Linked DNA regions of Mus musculus: region 1 is linked to region 2. A link is a contact called in public HiChIP or PLAC-seq data. All regions are on one chromosome and are shown on one strand. Each heading gives the region's core, a stretch centred on a gene start, on an enhancer-like site or on the middle of the called end of the contact. The rest is flanking DNA. Distances are from core to core; before and after follow the strand shown. Region 1 holds the start of Clic6 (chloride intracellular channel 6). Region 2 has its middle 22 kb from the start of Gm36905.

Region 1 (5,180 bases), core at 679-3,178, 480 kb before region 2:
GTGTATAGGAGACTTCCCAGTGTCCCCTGGACGAGGTTTTGTTTTGTTTTGTTTTGTTTTGTTTTTTCACCTGAAAATGCTGGGCAGCTCTGGGCCTCTGGGAGTTAAGTCTGGGAATTCTCATGTTGAACCTACCTGTTCACATTTTTTCACTCCAAGGATTAAAGCCTTCTTTAGCTGAAACCTTTTGAATACTAATAAGGCTGGTCACTTTTTTTGTTTTCTTCCTAATTCTTAGGAATAGAAGGGCCAGTTAGGATGTTCAGGACAAGGGATAGTGGAGTGTCACCAACCACACACACACACACACACACACACCCCTGACTTCCAAACCTTACATGGTTCATGCTACTGACTCTTGAGATGCTGGGGATGGCCCCTCATACGAGTTAGGCAAACCACTAACCCTCATTCACAGCCCTGACTCTCCTGAAACCCTAGCTGTTCCTTCTGACTGATTGAAGCACTTGAGTACGGTTTTGGTTCTGTGGGTAGGCCCTGGGGGCGCAAGATTTACCTTGACGAAGAGGGTGATGTCGTGCTCCTGTCCCGGATCCCCCTCCTCCAATGCTGGGCCATTCTCCCTGCGGCCGTTCACTCGCCCCAACTCTTCTCCACCCTGGACGCTGGGCTCCTCAGCTAAGTGGTTGCTGAGCTCTGCCTGGGATTCCTCCTCGTGTTCGGTGGATTTGGCCTCCTCTCCATCAAGGCTGCCGTCGGGGGGCTTCTCTTGGATGGCCCCCTCGCAGGGTCCCTTCAACTCGGGTTCTGGCCTCGCTTCTTCCTCCCCGGTCTCCTCCTGGAGCTTGCCCTGGTCCCCATTCTCATGAGCATCTACTCTCGCATCCTCGGAAGCTGCTTCCTCGGACCCGTCTTTCCCCAGGGTCTCCCCTTCCCCCGCGGCGTCTGCGGCCGAAGCGCCCGCCAGCTCCCCGGACTCGTTCCCTCCGATCTCTGTGGTTACAATCTCAATCGCCTCATCCTGGGGCTGAGGGCTGCTTTCCCCTCCACCCTGGGGCTCACTCTCCGACCCAAGTGGCCCTCCTGCGGGTGCCTCTGTGTCCATGTTGTCCCCTGCAAGTCCCTGGACTTCTGGGTTGATCTGCAACCCTAGCGCGCCGCCTCCCTGCGCTTCCTGACCAGATTCTGCCTCTTCCCCTGCCTCTGAGGCCGTGGGGTCCTCGGGCTCCCGGCGAGAGTCCCCAGGGACCTCGGGGGCCTCACCCTGAGAGTCTAACCCAGAGCTCATCCCCTGCACCTGCTGGGCGCTTGGCGCCTCCTCCGCTCCCTGCGGGATCGCGCCCTCGGGGTCGCGCTCCGCAGCCTCCGCTTCACCTGGAGCTCCGCTGGCGCCCGGCGTCTCGGCCTCAGGGCCGGTGCGCGGGTCCTGCGCCTGCGCTCCCCCAGTTCCCTCGTCCTGCCCACAGCCTCCTTCCTCCTTCCCCGAGGCCCTGGCCTCTACGCCCGCCCCCAGGTCCCTAGGTGCCTCTGCAGCTTCCTCGCTCGCTTCCCGCCCCTCCAGGTCCGCAGCTCCTGGCTCTCCTGGTCCCTCGATTGTCGCACCTTCGGGTTGCCCCTGGGAACCTGGAGCGACCTCCTTGGGCTCCGTGGCCTCAGCCATGGTAAAACACCCTTCCTCGACGCTGCTCAGGGTGAGGGGCAGGGGCTGACGTGCCCCCTCCGGGAGGACACCCCACTCGCGGTTCTAGAAGCGAAGGTTTCGCTTGATGCAAAATCTAGAGGGCCCCAAGACTCTATGTCCCTTTTCCCTGTCTTAAGGTCTTTGGGTTCTTCCTCAAGAGTTCCTGTTTCTCCTAAATTCGCGCCCGGACCCCAATCCTTCTGTGCAGGCCAGGGTGTGGGGCTAAAGAACTCAGCTTGCCTCTTGAAGTCTTTGGAAGAGATGGGCTGGTTCCCTGCGGTCTCAAGGGTTGACCAGAAATTCTCAGAGCCAGTTCTCCCCTCTTAGGGCTTGGGCGGGGTTTGTCTTCCCCACCTCCTAGCCACTTTGGGTGGCCTGGGAAGCTAGCCAATGACAGCCTTTCTGCGGCTTTTGTGGATTTTAATGAAAAGACTGATTTTACTGGCCACTTTAGCGTTTTCTGGAACAGCTTCAAGTTTCAGAGCCATTTAAATCACGGTCACATACTTCAGTATTGGATTCCCACCTTACCTCACTTCACCATGAAGGCGACTCTGATGCTGAGTGGAATAGACCCATCCCATCCCTGCCTCAGGTTCCACAGAAAAGGTATTAACCCCAAAGGGAGGAATGGCTGCCCTCCCATTTCTGTGAGTTCCAGGAACCTAAAGATGGAAGGGACAATAGCCTGGCGTGCTTGTTGAGGTGGTGGGGGGAGGGGAGGAGAACCAGACGGATACCTCTCCTTCTCCAGCCCCTGAAGACCCTAAGAATCTGTGCATCCCTCGGACTCAGATTTCCTTACTCATGTCCAGTGCTTGGGTCTCAATATCGTGGTTAGGGCGTTGGGGGTTGAAGGTGGGGGAAGAAAATTCGGGATGGGAAAAAAGGAAGTTATAGAATTAACTGGGCCAGGAGTCCCCCACTATCACCCGTCAAAAACTTCTTTCAGAGAAGTTTTCAAAACTATTCCACTGAATTGATAGAGAGAGGACCTCCCACCCCAAACTGTGAGGCCAGCATTTCCCCCTTATCAAAGGACACACCAACTCTAGACCAATATTGCTGATGAGTATAGATGCAAACATTATTAACAAAACACCAAGGGTTTGAATACAACAGCATATCAAAAAGATCATCCACGGCTATCAAGTTGGAGGTTGGAGGTTGCAGTGGTGGCTCAACACATGCAAATCTATAGGCGCAATGCGTCAAAACAACAGAATGTATGACTTTAAAAATCACATGCAGGCTGGAGAAATGGTTCTGGAATTAAGAGTGTGTACTGCACCCACATCAGGTAGCTCACAACTTCCTCCAGTTCTGAGGATCCAACGCCCTCTTCTGGCTTCAAATGGCACCTGCACTCACATGCACAAACCCCTGCAAGAATAACATATATACAGATGATTAAAAAATAAATAAATCTTTTTTTTGAAACAAAATGTGTTCATCTCAGTAGGTACAGACAAGGCACTTGATAACATTCAACATCCTTTCACAATAAAAGATTTGAATTTTTTTCATAGACAGATAATATCTCAACATAATTTAAATTGGTTGGGTGTTTTGTTTTGTTTTGTTTTGTTTTTGTTTTGTTTGAGGCGAAGTCTCATGTAGCCCAGGCTGGCCCAGAGCATACAATATAACACAGGATGATCTTGAACTTTGACCCTGCCTTTGCTGAGATTACATCACCTCGTCACGTCTCGATAAAATGCTGGAGACTGAACTCAAGACCTCCAAGGATGCTGAGCAAGCACCCGGGAAGGCGTTGCCTAAGAATGATGGAGCCGTGGGGATTTCAGTTTGACTTCTCAGGCTCTTACTGCTTTTAGCCACCACACCCACAGAGGATCCTGTTATCTTGACAAGAGAGGGATGCATGTTGAATTCTTCCTTTGTATCCCCATTGCTCATCCCTGATGGATAACTAAAGCTGTGGTTTGAACGTGTCCCTGAAAAGTCCATGTGTGGACTTTGGGGGTGTATTGAGAGAGAGAGAGAAAAAGAGAGAGAGAGAGAGAGAGAGAGAGAGAGAGAGAGAGAGAGAGAAACTGTACATGAATGTATGGGTGCCTGCCTGCCTGCCTACCTATTTGTCTGTCTGCCTGCTCCCTTCCTTTCTCTCTGTCTCTGTCTATCTCTCTGTCTCCCTCTGTCCCTGGGTGTCTCTCTCTGTCTCTGGGTGTCTCTCTCCTTTTCCTTTCTTGCCTTCCTGACTTTTGTTGCTGTATCCGAAGCACCCATCTATACCACAGGACAGTGCATCAAGAAAGCATTTTTGAGATGCTAATGCTTTGCTATTGCCATTCCCAGACCCTAAAACTGTGAGCAATAAATTTCCAGCCCTTATTAATCACTTGGAGAAGCATGGAACCGAGACAACAGGACAGATGGACACCCATATCCACATCACATTTCTCTGAGGCTGAACTCTACCTAGAAAGAACAAGAAGAAAGCCATAGCTTTGAATAGAAGTCACAAAACACTCAAAGCACATCACACACATACACACACACACACACACACACACACACACACACACACACACCCTGGGTAAGATAGACAGACATGTCAGGTAGACCCTACGTGGCTCCTGATGAAGGAATCCTGATGCATTCACCAGAGAGAGAAAGCATCTATCACTCGTCTCTAAGAGGAGAACAAAGGCAGCAGTGAGGTCCTAGCAGCAACTGGTACCCATTCGTGTTCCTTCATGTAAATATTCCAAACCCGATGTGCCACAGGAATCAGAATCCTAAAAACAATGGTGGCACGGTATCTCGTATCATATGTTGCTTGACACGCAGGACCCACCACCCTGTGATCCAATAGGGAGATAGTTTCTCAGTGTCGCAGACAAATAGCACATTACGTAGGGAGTGTAGAAACCAGGGGAGATGGCTCACAGGGCAAGTTCATTCTGTGAGAGCCGGAGGACCTGAGTTCGAATCCCCAGTACCACCTAAAAAGGCAGGTGTGATGGCCACACTCGCTCCTGTAAGCCCAGCACTGTGGGAGACGGAGAGAAGAGAGTTTCTGGAGGTTGGTTGCTGGCCACCTGTCTAGCTTTGGGTTCAGTAAGACCATGTCCCAAGGGAATAAGATAGGCAGTGATGGAGCAGGACACATGTATAAACATTACAACACACACACACATAACTTACATATAGCACACACAAGCATATATATTACAATACACACACGCATCACATGCATATGCACACACACAAAACCAAAATAAAAATAAATGTAAAAACTAGCATAACTTCCAAGACACAGACACACTCACACACAGACACACACAGAGACACACACATGCATATGCACACACACAAAATCAAATAAATGTAAAAGCTAAACATAACTTCTGAAACATACACATACACACACACACACACACACACACACACACACACACACACACACAGAGTTTAAGTTGATCCTCAAATGAGTTTCACTAAACTGGTTTGCCTCAATGTTGAGTGCCCCTCCAAAACCTCGCAGTGTTTGAAGCTGTTGGGGGATTTCTAA
Region 2 (5,210 bases), core at 1,721-4,220:
ATGAGAACACGAGTCATCAGATGGGCTTATCATGGCCTCCTGTACACGTGGTTATATCTGTAATGCCCCTTTCCCAGCTAAGGCCACACTCACAGACAGCCAAGGGCAACACTTAGAACATTCCTTTGGGGAAACCACCTGACTCACACTGAACTTGCCCTGGCATGCCCCTCTCTTCTTGAGCTACCCTGCTCTTCCTTGATAGCTCTAAAACTTGCCTATTTTCTTCCTTAGTCTTCCTCCCCGCCCCCCTTGCTTATCCTTCTAGGAAAAGTTTTTTGATGGAGTTTTCCCTGGGCATACCCTTTTCTCAGTTATCTGGACAATTCCAAACCACCCAGTTGTGGTTGCGTATCTCCCAAGGGTCCATGATTGGAGGCTTGGTTTCCAGGGGCCCAAGGGGAAGGCAGTAGGCGGGGTTTTTTAAGGTGGTGGGAGGAGCTAGTGGCCCAGCTCTGGGTTATTGTGGGGTATTCTCAAAGGGAAGTAAGGTCAGGGCCGTCTGGCTCACTCACTCGGCTTCTTGGTGCCCTCTGTGATCTAGGCTCCACCAGCTGCCCCGTGCCATGAGATCTTCACCAGAACTGAATCCACACCATGCCTTCGAAGTGCCAGGAGTGTGAGCGAGAGTAAATCTCTCCTCTCTACTGAGTCGGCTGCCTCTGGCATTTCATTGTAGGAATACAAAACATTGGTGCAAGAAGGCAGTAGAGTTTTCTGGAAAGCCACACGTCCCTGTGGCTTTGATATAACAGATGGGTATAGGCTGACCCACCTGTATACGTGCTCACAAAACATTTAGCTATGCGACGGTTTATTTTGATTGTTAAGTTGATAGGATTTCATATCACTGTTACCGACAAATCTCTGGGCACCTCCGTAAGAGATTATCTAGACTACTTAGTCTAGATTAACCGAGGTGGGAAGACGGTCCTTAATCTGTGCTGTTCTAAGTGCTGGGGTCGTAGCTTGAACAAAAGGAAAAAGGTAACTGAGTGGAAGTCTCTGTCACCGTGTCTTCTGACTATGGGTGAAATTTGATGAGCAGCCTCACAGCTGCCACCATGTCCCCTCCATGAGGGCTTCCCCCAGAGGGACTTCCCTCCAGCCTTGAGCTAGAGCAACCCTCCCTTCCTCCAGTTGCTGTGGTCAGATATTATGCTACAGGAATGAGGAAATGAATTAATACAGGACGGATGGGCCACCTAAACCCTCTCCATTCTTAACCTGTCCTGCCTCCTCCGCAGGCTCACCTTCATGAATCGCACCATCACCCATGCTGCTCCTTGACTCTGACTCTGCTCTTCCTCTCCTCACAGAGCCTTCTCTCTCCGTCGTTCTCCGCTGCCAATCACTATGGAGGACCGTCCACTCACCTGGACATGAACAGAACTTCCCCGTTTGTGAAGAAACCAGGTCTCACCTTCCCTTCCATAGCTGGTTATTTGAACGTCCTTTTGACCCTCAGGATAAAAATTTGCAGCGCCGGGCGTGGTGGCGCACGCCTTTGATCCAAGCACTCGGGAGGCAGAGGCAGGCAGATTTCTGTGTTCGAGGCCAGCCTGGTCTACAAAGTGAGTTCCAGGACAGCCAGGGCTACACAGAGAAACCCTGTCTCGAAAAACCAAAAACCAAAAACAAAAACAAAATCAGATTTGCCAACATAGCCTTCACGATGCATGCAGCTTACCTCCCTCCATCTCTCCACGTTCCACCCACGTGTTACCACCCACGCCAAAGCTGCCCACTCACAACTTGAGGGGGGCCGCGGGGAAGCGGGGGGGACGACGACGACGACGACGACACTTGGTCTGCCATTAAATATGCCCTGCTCCTTAGTAGTGCTTACTATATGTTTGTTGAGCAAACACATCAATTGGCAACTTAGGTCATTTGTCATATAAAACTGAATGGTACCTATAGTGATGGACTTCACGTTCTCCACCACTGTCCTGTTTGAGAAAGGCAAGATCCCTGAGGCCTTCAATCAGGTTTGTCACTGACAGACTTTCAACCCCGGTCCTCACATCTCCACAAGCAGTAAGCTTTCCAGAGAGCTCTCCTGCCTTCCTTCACCAATGTGTAAGCTACTGCTATTCTGGCTGAAGTGTGTGTGTTCAGTTTTCACTGCTCTACCCTGGGTCCCATGGATTCATCACCGCAGAAAGTGGTTACCAATTGCTAACGCTGACTCAAACACACACGCACACACACACACACACACACACACACACACACACACACACACGTGAGATATTTTAGAACCTCTGATGTAGCCGCTTCAGTTTGCTCATGTTCTAAAGCTATTTTTCAGGACATTTAATGCTCTCCTCCAAGTAGGCATTTAGCTGATCCACTCAGAGGACCACAGAGCTGAGATCAATTGAATGACTTTCTTCTCTGAGCTGTAGTTGCCTCCTCAATATGTTAATTTTACCCTGTGGGGTTCCTAAAAGAAGATGGCAGGAACTAGTTAGCAATAATTGAAATCTCCATCCACTGGTCGACCCACACTTGATAATTTGTCAGTCAGTTGAAACAAAAGGAGCCAAGTATGAGAAAACTGAGGAACAAACGCTGCCTTGTGTGGTGCGGGGCTGGGCCACGGGGTGTACCGATGACCCCACCAGAGTCTCCCTTGCTTCGAGCTTTGATGGCTTGAGCCCCCGCTGTGCTCACTCGGTGAGGTGACGATGCTGGGCTGGCGGCGGAACTTGGTAGTTTTCCACTTTGGGCTCTCAGGGCTCTTATCCTCTTTGGCTCTTTGTCACTGGGCGCCATAAAAAAAAAAAAACAAAAAAAAAAAAAACAAAAAAAAAAAAACCGCCCACTGCAGGGAACTAAACGCTGCTCCTGCCACCCACCAACCATCGGCATGTGAGGAGGATTTGCGAGTTCACATACTCGGTCCCTTTGTTTTCTCGAGTTTCTGTCTCCATAAGCACCTCCGAGCAAGCAAGCAAGCAAGCGGAACTGCTGCTCTGTGGCTTTTGTGTTGGTGGCTTCCTTCCGACCTCCACCCCGGGTCCTCAGGCAGCAGAGTTAACTATTTGGATGAAGAGCAGTTTGTGGAATGGATGCAAAGACAGCAAAAGTCAGCCTGGATGCTTTGCAAGGAGACAGGGCTTTGCGTCCCTCAGACTGAATAGAAGAGACAAGGGATAAACATTTTTGTCTTTCTAGGGGGAAGAAGCTTTCTCAGGGAGTTAGAAACTCCTGCAGCTCACCCTGCTCCTCATGATACCTGCATCCTGCATCCTGCTCCCATTTTACAGGGCCCCTAGAAACTTCCATTTCCCTCCATTCTTCCGATTCAAAGAACACAAATGCTTGGGCGCCTTTAGGAGGTGGGTTCTTTAACCACCACAGTTCCTTGCAATGCAGAAGAGAGAAAAGAAAATTCTCTGCAGTAGTTTTTCCTTTCTGTTTGAGAACTATGGAAAATTTTTACTTAGAAATAAAAGCTAGACAATTTTCTTAAGATGAAAGACAACAAGACACCCTTAGAAACAAACTTCAGAAGGGGAAAAATGGTACACTACTACACCTTTTTAGAAATGTCTCTGGGGGACAGTTGAGGCAGGGTCTCTTTACATAGCCCTGGCTACCCTGGAAGTCACTCTATAAAACAAGCTGGTCACAAACTCACAGCCAGCTGCCTACTTTTGTCTCCCAAGTACTGGGATTAAAGGTATGTGCCACCATAGCATCTAATATAATAAAAGCAAAGGGTTTTAGTTATATGTATATCCCTCTGTACTGGCTAGTTTTGTGTCAACTTGACACAGCTGGAGTTATCACAGAGAAAGGCGCTTCAGTTGAGGAAATGCCTCCATGAGATCCAGCTGTAAGGCATTTTCTCAATTAGTGATCAAGGGGGAAAGGCCCCTTGTGGGTGGGACCATCTCTGTGCTGGTAGTCTTGAGTTCTATAAGAGAGCAGGATGAGCAAGCCAGGGGAAGCAAGCCAGTAAAGAACATCCCTCCATGGCCTCTGCATCAGCTCCTGCTTCCTGACCTGCTTGAGTTCCAGTCCTGACTTCCTTTGGTGATGAACAGTAGTATGGAAGTGTAAGCCCAATAAACCCTTTCCTCCCCAGCTTGCTTTTTGGTCATGATGTTTGTTAGAAACCCTAAGACACCCCTAGAAAAGTATCCCCTTGGCCTCAGTGTCACAAGAAAAAAAAATTAGTCAAACAAATGTAAGCAAAGAATTCCAGGAACTAACTTGCTTCCTGGAGGCTAACCCAGAGGTCTGTGCTGAACCATCCTTCCCGGTGATCGTGGACCCAAGTGCAGAGAACTCTGTCTTTCCTCACTAGTGGGGAGCAAGGGTGTGGCCAGAACATGCCTTGGAGTTAGTGCTTGACTCAAATAGGAAGAGGAGGCCTTTCCTAGTTCCTTGTGACGCTTTCTGCTTCTCTCTTGTGAGTTTATCTGCCAAGTGAGACTATATGAAGCCAGCGCCCCAAGTCTGGGAAATCCAACCAACCATTGCTTGAAAGCTTTTTGGCTTTGTTTGTGAAGTTGCATCAGTGATGGAGCTGGAGAGGTGGCTCAGTCAGTAAAAAGCATGGAGTGCTCTTGCAGAGGGCCAGAGTTTGGTTCCCAGCACCCACACCGGGTGGCTCACAACTTCATGTAACTCTAGCTCCAAGGGATCTGATGCCCTCCTCTGGCACCTGCACTTTACACACACACACACACACACACACACACACACACTGAATCTTTTTAAAAAATCAACTTGAGCTGCATCTGATACTGAGGAGCTTGCTGTGCAAGCCTGAGAACTCGAGTTCAAATCCCCAGATCCCACAGAAGGCTGGCTGCAGTAACACAGACATTTGTAACCACTGTACTCACACAGGAGGGTGGGAGGAGAGACAGGAGAAGCCCTGGAAACTATCCTGGTTTATGTAGCACTGAGCATGAATGACACGCTCTGCTTCAAACAGGGTAGAAGGTGAGGACCACCACCTATGCTGTCCTCTCACCTGCACAGTGTGTCAGGCGCACACCCACATCCATACACACAGACCTAATTAATGCGCACACTCCAAAAACTGCATCGGTACTGAACAAGTACAAACTTTTTTCTTGTTATTCTTCTCTAAACAGTATAATATTATGACCACCCACATCGCTTTAGGTATTAAAAAACAATGTAAAGACAATTTAAAATACGTGGAGGGGTGTCTAGGTTACATG

What was found. HiChIP or PLAC-seq counts read pairs in DNA pulled down with a chosen protein or histone mark.
Region 1: a contact with region 2 is called in an H3K27ac HiChIP or PLAC-seq map of embryonic stem cells, with 3 times the contacts expected there. The contact joins the promoter of Clic6 here to the enhancer-like site in region 2. A contact is called at or near these places in 2 of 115 datasets of contacts at active chromatin or transcription factors (embryonic stem cells and extraembryonic endoderm stem cells).

The regions. Positions count from the first base shown.
Region 1 is chr16:92,494,895-92,500,074 of GRCm38.p6, reverse strand. Clic6 (chloride intracellular channel 6) reads right to left here and starts at 1,928. Exons shown (of 6, transcript NM_172469.3): 1 at 518-1,928. The coding sequence starts at 1,621. It overlaps 2410124H12Rik (RIKEN cDNA 2410124H12 gene), which reads right to left. Exons shown (of 3, transcript NR_165041.1): 3 at 2,705-3,025.
Region 2 is chr16:92,017,106-92,022,315 of GRCm38.p6, reverse strand. No RefSeq gene overlaps it. Among named protein-coding and RNA genes, the nearest start is that of Gm36905, 22 kb to the right of the region's middle. Within about 2 kb of position 2,970, at least 169 of the 459 cell types and tissues checked have an H3K27ac peak or open chromatin away from gene starts, as enhancers often do. A contact at or near this core is called in embryonic stem cells, where this site is marked.